Linked DNA regions of Mus musculus: all the other regions are linked to region 2. The links are chromatin contacts, called in public Hi-C and HiChIP or PLAC-seq maps. All regions are on one chromosome and are shown on one strand. The core of a region is the stretch at or near the end of the contact, and the rest is flanking DNA. Distances in the headings are between cores, read along the strand shown. Region 1 holds the start of Slc22a15 (solute carrier family 22 (organic anion/cation transporter), member 15). Region 2 has its middle 17 kb from the start of Gm40112. Region 3 has its middle 29 kb from the start of Slc22a15.

Evidence for each region. Hi-C and Micro-C count contacts between places; a contact is called where the count stands out from the background. HiChIP or PLAC-seq counts read pairs in DNA pulled down with a chosen protein or histone mark.
Region 1: a contact with region 2 is called in a FOXA1 HiChIP or PLAC-seq map of pancreatic cancer cells. The contact joins the promoter of Slc22a15 here to the enhancer-like site in region 2. A contact is called at or near these places in 5 of 39 promoter capture datasets (embryonic stem cells, hippocampal neurons, liver and 2 more), 1 of 484 Hi-C or Micro-C datasets (liver), 5 of 115 datasets of contacts at active chromatin or transcription factors (acute myeloid leukemia, bone marrow-derived macrophages, extraembryonic endoderm stem cells and 2 more) and 1 of 9 other capture datasets (embryonic stem cells).
Region 3: a Hi-C map of liver shows a contact between it and region 2, with 5 times the contacts expected there. The contact joins two enhancer-like sites. A contact is called at or near these places in 3 of 484 Hi-C or Micro-C datasets (all in liver), 1 of 115 datasets of contacts at active chromatin or transcription factors (pancreatic cancer cells) and 1 of 9 other capture datasets (embryonic stem cells).

The regions. Positions count from the first base shown.
Region 1 is chr3:101,923,199-101,925,898 of GRCm38.p6, forward strand. It overlaps Slc22a15 (solute carrier family 22 (organic anion/cation transporter), member 15), which reads right to left and starts at 1,255. Exons shown (of 12, transcript NM_001039371.2): 1 at 834-1,255. The coding sequence starts at 920.
Region 2 is chr3:102,675,973-102,678,672 of GRCm38.p6, forward strand. No RefSeq gene overlaps it. Among named protein-coding and RNA genes, the nearest start is that of Gm40112, 17 kb to the right of the region's middle. Within about 2 kb of position 1,374, at least 72 of the 459 cell types and tissues checked have an H3K27ac peak or open chromatin away from gene starts, as enhancers often do. A contact at or near this core is called in hippocampal neurons, liver and pancreatic cancer cells, where this site is marked.
Region 3 is chr3:101,952,241-101,954,940 of GRCm38.p6, forward strand. No RefSeq gene overlaps it. Among named protein-coding and RNA genes, the nearest start is that of Slc22a15, 29 kb to the left of the region's middle. Within about 2 kb of position 1,426, at least 6 of the 459 cell types and tissues checked have an H3K27ac peak or open chromatin away from gene starts, as enhancers often do. A contact at or near this core is called in liver, where this site is marked.

The DNA.
Region 1 (2,700 bases), core at 5-2,504, 750 kb before region 2:
CCAGTACTTCCCTTGCAATAATACCTTAACTTACTTAGCTCAGCTGTCAGCCTCACAGTGTCAGTGTCACAGACCACTTCATCCCAGGATTGCAAGCCTCCGGGACAGGGAGCTAGCTTCATTTTCTGGCCCTGGTGGTAGGGATCAAACCCAGAGCCTTGCACATCTAGGGCTTTACCACTGACTGACCTGCTTCCTAGGGACAATCTGAGCTGCTCAGGCTGGCTTTGAATTTGCCTAGAAGAAGAGCCATCCTTCTCCTGCCTCAGTTTCCATAGTGCTAGGACTACAAGAATGAACCTCTTAAAGAGCCCAAGGACTCCTAAAATCAAGAGTTTTAGGTTGAGGTGTGCAGCTGGTTTCTGAGAATTCAATACAATGAACCACACTGTGTGGATGGTATCATTTCCCTAGACCAAAGCTGGCCTCGGAGCTTAATAACCCAGTAGAACTTTAACTAGAGAGAAATAAATTCCCGTGGATGGAAAGCCCCTTTAATAGGAAGCCTCCCTCAATCTCAGAGAGGGCTGAAGGAGGCCATACTAGCTAGACCTGATCTTTTGTGGGCAGGTTGTCCATGCTTTCTCTGTCTCACTCTGTAAGGGGTTAGGGTGCCGAATCCTTTTGATCCCGGGTAATGGGTTTCATCTTTCAACTAGCTCTGGTGGCGAAGTGTCAGTGCCAGGCTCTGGGTGACAGCCTGGGAGAGCTCAGTGGCTGGCCCGCCACCGCGCGGCGCCCGCCCGCCCCCTCCCTCCCTGCGCTCTCGCGCCACACCTGGGGCCAGCCTGAGCTGAGAGCGCCCCGGGGGCCGCGGGGAGCCGGGGACTCACCTGCAGCAGCACAGCCAGCAGGAAGCACAAGTACATCTGATAGAGGCCCATCTCGCCCACCGCCTGGAACGCCTCCTCCACCTCCATGGCGGGCTCGCGCCCGAGGACCCGGCCGCCACCGCGACGGAGGACCTGGCTGCGCGGTGGCTGAAGATCGGGCGACGGAGCGACCGAGGACTGAGCCGGGCGGGGACGGAGGGCCGAGCGGCAGGGACCGGGAAGGAGGACCGGGCGGACCGCGGCCGAGGCGGGGACAGAGGACTGGGCCGAGCCGGGGGTGGAGAACCGGGCGGGGCTGGGGCCCAGGCGCAGGCGGGACCCTGCAGACGACCGGGTCCGGGGTCGCGGCGGAGATGCGATGCTGGTCGCCCCGGCGCGGCCTCCCCGCTTCCTGTCAGAAGTGACAGGAATTTTTGGCGAGCGGTTGGCTGGCGCGCGGAAGGGAAAGAGGAAGTGGGTGCGGCGCGGGCGGCCAGGGCGACTCACGGGAGGGGCCGGCAGCTCCACGCCGTGTCCCGCGGGGTTCGCCCCTTCGCACAAAGCGGTGGAATGCGGGGGCGCTCAGAGCTCTAGAGCCTTCCGAGAAGAGGGCCGGGAGGCATCTGTCCCCTTCCTCCTTTGTCTTGCTTTAGGTACACAGGGTCAGATGTAAGCTCCGCGCCTCGAGACATCCACTTAGTAGTGCCCACTAGGCCCACGGACAAGGGACAAGGGACAAGGGCAGGGGGTCATGGTTGCCAAGGTCTGTCAATGGAGTTTGGCACAGGGCTGAAGAAGTGTGGGGACAGATTACTAGTGGCCCCACACCTAATCCTGTTTTGTTTTTAAACTATTGCAAGTATCTAAACCAGCATATCTCAACATGTGGGTCAGGACCAAAGACCCTTTCACAAGGGTCAGATATCAGATATTTACATTACAATTCATAACAGTAGCAAGATTACAGTTATGCAATAACAAAAAATTATTTTTATGGTTAGGGGGTCACCACAACACGAGGAACTGTGTTAGAGAGTCACTGCATTAGGAAGGTTGAGAACTACTAATCTAAACTATCGCTAAGTTTACCTTTGCTTTCTGTTGGTGTGATAATAGCATGACAGAAGAAACTTGGGGGCGGGGGGGGGGGTGGAGTTTATTTGGCTCACAGTTTCTCTCAGAGCCCATCATTGCTGGGAAGTCGAGGCACCAGGAACTTAAGCAGCTAGTAACATGGCATCCACAGACAAGAACAGAGGGCAGTGATGTGATGGATGCGCTCACCAGTGATCAGCTAGTTCCCTCACTCATTCGTTCAGACTAGGGCCCAACCTATGAAATGGCCTCACACATATGGGGGGGGGGGGCTTTCTAACAACCCAGTTTTTAAACAAATTCCCTCAGAAGCATGTCCAGGGCCAACCTACTCTAGACTGCTCCTCACTGAGTGAATGGGAACTTCCTTCCCAGCCGAGGCTAGGTTTTGATCGTTAAAACGAACCATCCCCTGAATATAATACAGAGTATAATGGATGACCAGGAGGTCCCCTTGTCTTGCAAGCATTCTTGTTGTGCTTCCACAATTTCCCATTAATTATGTCTGCTGTTTATAACTGCCCTTTAGTGGTCATCTACCTAATTATTGTAATAAAATGATACAATGTTGACTATGGCAGGGTTGGAAGCAGCCAGTGTGGTGGCCACAAAAGATGAATTGGAAGTGCTTAAGCCAGTGGTGGTGGCAGCAGCCATAGAGGCAGCACAGACCTTTGATTCCAGCCCTGGGGAAGCAGAGGCTGGGCTCAGCTACAGAATGAGATCCCTGGCAGCCAGGACTACAAAGATAAAGCAGCAAGACTTCCCTTTAACCATATGGTCTAGCTTTCTT
Region 2 (2,700 bases), core at 124-2,623:
AGAAATGGTTAAAACTGCCCAGCTGTTGGATGTAACCTCTATAAAATGAGAATAAGCAGGCCACCCCAAATGGTTCCAAGAGGAAACTAGAAATGTGTCTATCAATGTGCTCAGCCGAGCTTCTCCAGAAAGCCGCTTCTTCTGTTCCTCTTCAATGTTTTCTGAAGAGACTCAACCTCCCCACAGCGACCTCCCGACTCAGAATCCGGTGCTCCTGGAAAGCTGGCGTTTCAAGTATTCTGTTACCGTGTTAGACTATGTCCCCGACTTTGATTCTGAAAGCAAGGGCCCCTCTCTGATTGGAAGGCAAGTTCGACCCATGGAACTGCCCATCTGGAAGATGGCTCTGTCCTTTGAAGTAGGTTTCCAGAAGGCCCTTTTCCTCCCCCCCTTATTTACTGCAACTCATAGGGACAGTTTGTTGACAACCCCCTACCCCCAGTTCCCGAGGGTGAGGGAGGACCTTGATCCTTTAACACTTTATTCTCTAAGTGCCTGACGTCTTCTATGCAGACACACTGATGTTTAAGAGGTACATGGTTTGTTTCAGTCACTCGTCAGTTAAACTCATCCCTGTGTAAAGCAGGGGAGAGAGCACGGGGTTATGCACGTACCCGTCCTTCCTAACCCGCAGTACACCTCTGCCCCATCCATCACTGACCAGCAGCAGCTAGTAATTAGTTCTAACTAGGGGCTGAGCATCTAGTGGAGTCTATGGGACCATCTCCAAAACCACCTCCCCAACACCGTTCCTAGTTCTTCTCATCTTTACACCACTGGCTGCCAAGCTTCTCACTACCCTGTTTCCCTCCTTTGTGCACGTACACAAACACCCTCCAACACACATCCTCTCATTGGTTTTGGGCATCTCTAGTACCCAGCTTCTATCTCCACTCTCACTCTTCTACAACACTGAATTCATAGTGCCCAGCCATTGAGGAGACACTGACAGTGCCCTCCCAGACACCCTGAGCCTCTTGTCCCTCCCTCAGAGTCACCAAAGCAGAGACAGTTTACCAAGACCCTAGTTTAGAATTCATAATTTTGTGCTCTGTCTCTTAAAAAACAAACACTCCCCCAAACTGTAACACAAACTGAAGTGTTTGTTCACACAGAGTTGCAATCTGGAGAATGACGTCACAGGTGACCAGCCCCCCTGATCAACTCCTGACTCCGAAGCTCACACGCCACACCCTAGCCTCTCTTGCTGTGTTTGCTGTTGGCCGGAAGCTTCGCCATCTTCACTGCTTTCTGCAAAGACTATATTTATAGAGTAAAAGAGCTCTGAAGATGTTCAGTTCTGTGATCAGTCACTGCTGCCTCCTGTCCCAGGAACCAGCTGAATTGCTCACTGCCAAGCTGCTTGGCACACAGCACCAGCTGGCTTGTCAGCCTCAGCCCTGCAGGGAGCTGGGACAGGCAAGTCTCCTCTCCTCTTTGCATAGCAGCCCTGGGTGGATTCAGCATGAATACAGTGATATACCACCAGGGGAAAGGTGAATTGGAACATTTCTGCCTGAACAAAAAATCGGTGCTCTCTGTCGTTGAAGTCTCAGTAACAGTAAACAGGGATCTTTCACTACAGCCTCCCTGGACCCCTGAATCAGTGCCTTTGAGGTTCGACTCCCTTTGGAGCAGACACAAAAAGGCTTTCGATATCCCTGGCTTATGCAGACTTTGTAAATTGGTACAACCCGTCTAGGGGATGAAGTAGCATTCTTAGTAGAGTTGAAGATGGGCGTTCCTCTTCCAGGTGTGAATCTCAGAAGCGATGTAATCCGATCTGAGGATGCCTAACATAGAATCTGTAACAATAATGATGGAATTTAGAATGGAAGAGGAAAGGAAGGGGGGGTCAAGAGAGAAAAATGAAGAGACCTGGAACAACCAAAACATCCACCAACACAGGCGTGCACTAAAGCGTAGTGTGGTCTTATGAGGAGCTGTTGGTGGGGCTGGGGAGAAGCGCTTGCTGTCTGACCATGAGGCCTTCAAATCAGTGTGGGCCCTTGAATTCAGATCTCCAGCACCCGTGAGAAAAGCCAGGAGTGGTGGCTTATACCTATAACCTAGCCCTGGAAAAAATAAAGACACAAACATCGCTGAGGCTCATTAGCCAGCCGCATCAGCGAGCTCCAGGTTCAGTGAGAAACCTGGTTTGAAGCTACGGTGGAGAATGATGGAGGTCAATACCCAATGTCAACTCCTTACCTCCACACGTATGTACAAACACCCTGTCATGTACATAACATGTGCATGACACATATTCTACATACAAAAAAAGAATACAATGAATGAACTACAAGTGACTTATTAACACGAATAAATCTCAAAAAAATATATAGTTAAGTTTAAAGAAAGCTAAGTTGAAAAAAATGGGATTTCGGTTTTAACCACTTAAAAATAAACATACCTACTGTGTGTTGTTTGTGAATATATCACAGTGTTACAGAAGGTGACACTTCAGGGGGTAAATGGCTACAAGGTGGGAGGTTAGGGTTAGGGGAGATGGTTATAGCTGAATTTGCAACACTTTATTTCCTTAAATAAATATTTGAACTAAATCTGGTAGAATATTAACATTTGGTTAAGCTTGTGGTAAGAACATTGAGTATCGATTGCATCACTGCTGAGCTGCTGAGGTACTGTCCAGTTTAAAATATAATAGGTGTAAATAATTCTCTAAATGTTCTCCAGGCT
Region 3 (2,700 bases), core at 176-2,675, 720 kb before region 2:
CATGGCACCCTTCAGCCTGCCACGCCCTTTGCCCCCACTGCACCCCTTCACCCCCTCCTCACTCCTTTACCCTCTCCACACCACCTGTTTCCATACCTCTTGCCTAGCTGGCCTTGCTTTTGTCTGTGGGAGATTCCAGTACAGAGGGAGTCATTAGTTAAGCTACAGTAAGATGGCTGCTACTCCACTTTACCCTTCAGACCTGGCTTGGAATTTTAGAGGGAGGAGACCCAGTGTGCATTTGGAATACCTTAGACTTAAGTATGGAAGGTTTTGAATCAGCATATATGTATAGAATATATAATGTATTATTATAATACAAAATATACATATTATATTATTTATATTATATAATTGACACATATAAAAATAATATCTATTAAAATATTTTTAACAAGAAAGTTCATGAGACACTTAGAGTATAATAATGAAATTGTAAAAGAAAAGAGAAGGCTCTTTGTTCCTGCTTTGGCATTTACAGAGTGAAAGCTGCTCTCAGTTCTGTCTTCATCCACAGAGGGGAGCAAAGAGGTTAGAAAAGCCTGGGTTTTAACATGAAATAGTCATGCTCTGCTCTTTAGCACCTGCATTTGTCTGTGGCTTGTCCAGAGGGCATCTGCATTCCGGTCTCCATTTTACAGAGTGTATGTAAGCTTTCCTGGGATGTTTCAGTGCTTGGATCCCAGTTTCCATCCCTTCAGCTTGGTCTTTGGCTTCACCGAGAGCATCCCCAATGCCCAGCTTCCATAAGAGCTCTCTGTGAGGCACAGCTCGGAGAGAGGCTGCTCAAGCCACGGGTCACTCCAAGTCGGTGGCCCAGGCACGTTGTTCATTGCATTTCCATTATAGGAATTAGTGTAAACCATGTATGCCCCAGGTACAAGGTCTAGATAGAGGTGGGTGCTGCTCTTAGGGAGCCTGGAGATGGACAAGCCCAGTAAATGATCCCAGTGCAGGCCAGGGGCAGCTTGGTTAAAATGTGTCCATTGCCTGGAACCACTCTTTAAAGGTAACCCTCAGCTCTTGGACCTGTGACTTTACTCTACATTTTAAAAAAATGATGAATATCTTTACGGCTCTTCCAAAGCAGAGTCCTCTGGATGGACTCCAAGATCGATACCTTTGATACCGACTTCTACAGTGGTGAACAGCAGTGTACAGACTTTATAGAATACAATCTACGGCCTTAATTTATGCTAGCAGAAGTAAGGGGGGAAGTTAAGCCTGTTTGTTGGAAAAACTCCAGGTCTTTGTAGGAGGCTGGTGATCTCCACACGGACATGTTCATCTTTATAGCACAGGCAGGTCATACCAAAGGCCTTGTCCCAGTTCCTGGCTCACGTGAAGAAGTCAATAAGTGGCCAGGGAGATGGCTGAACGGAAAAGAGCAGGTGCTTTGTAAGTGTGCCAACCTGAGTCCAAGTCCCCAGCACCCACAGAAAAAGCTGGCTGTGGCTTTGTGTGTCTCTGACACCAGCACTGGGGAGCAGAGAAAAGCAAATCCCACGAGCTCACTGGCTGGCCAGCCTGGCTATAAGCCGAGCTTCTGATTCAGTGAGAACGTCTGTCTCAAGGCAATAATGTGGAGGTGATCCAGGACAGCCAACGTCCTGCTTTGCCCTTTGTATATGTGTGCATGGGTGCATATACCTACACACCCACAACATGCTCCATAACACACAGATGCACATACACACACTCACAGATACATACACAGACATACCACACACACACACACACACACACACACACACACACACACTATCATCAACAACACTAAAACCATCACCATCACAAAAAAATACTCTGAAAATGCTACTCATCTATGCCCGTGTCCCTGATCATAGTTCAGGATTTGTAGGCTTGAATATAACCGAGAGGTTGATATTAAAATGAAGTGCTGCATAGAGATTTGGGGTTCTCTAAACTCTATCAGGACTCCTGGGTCCTTCCTGCTCCTCTCTCACTTCCCAGGATCTGAGCGCCATAGCTCAGATGATCTAAGGGAGCTGCTGCTGCTGCTGCTGCTGCTGCTGCATATCCCAGCAGCTCACACCCTGGCCAGCACAGCACAACACACGGTGCTACCACAGGGAACTGCTGGAACCCAAACAGATTTTCACTGCTGTTGGTTCTTTTCCTCACTCATGGATTCCAGTTGATATGACGGCCACCTTGGCACTGTGAGGGAAGACTGCCTAGCAGTAGAAGACAGGGTCATTAGAAAGAGCCTATAGACTGCCTTCCATCAATTCCTGATTTAAACTTTTTAGGATTTAAGTCATTTTAATTTGTTTTAAATTGATTGATTGTTTGGCTGATTGATTGATTGATTGATTGATTGATTGATTGATTGATTTTTGTGTGTTGTGCTCTTTCCTGCATGTACGTCTGTGTACCATGGGCATACAGTACCCACGGAGGTCAGAAGAGGGTGTCAGATACTATAAAAGTGGAGTTGCAGATGTTTGTGAGCTGCCATGTGGGTGCTGGGAATTGAACTTGTATTCACTTGGAGGAGCAGCCAATGCTCACAATTTCTGAGCCATTCTCCAGCCCTCATTAAAAAATATATTTATTATTTATTTATTTTTATTTACTTTTTTGTGGTGCTAAGGATTGTATTCCAGGTCTCATGTAGTACTGTAGCTATGGAACCACTCAGCTAGATGAAGTACCACCTTCATGTTCAATGGATTA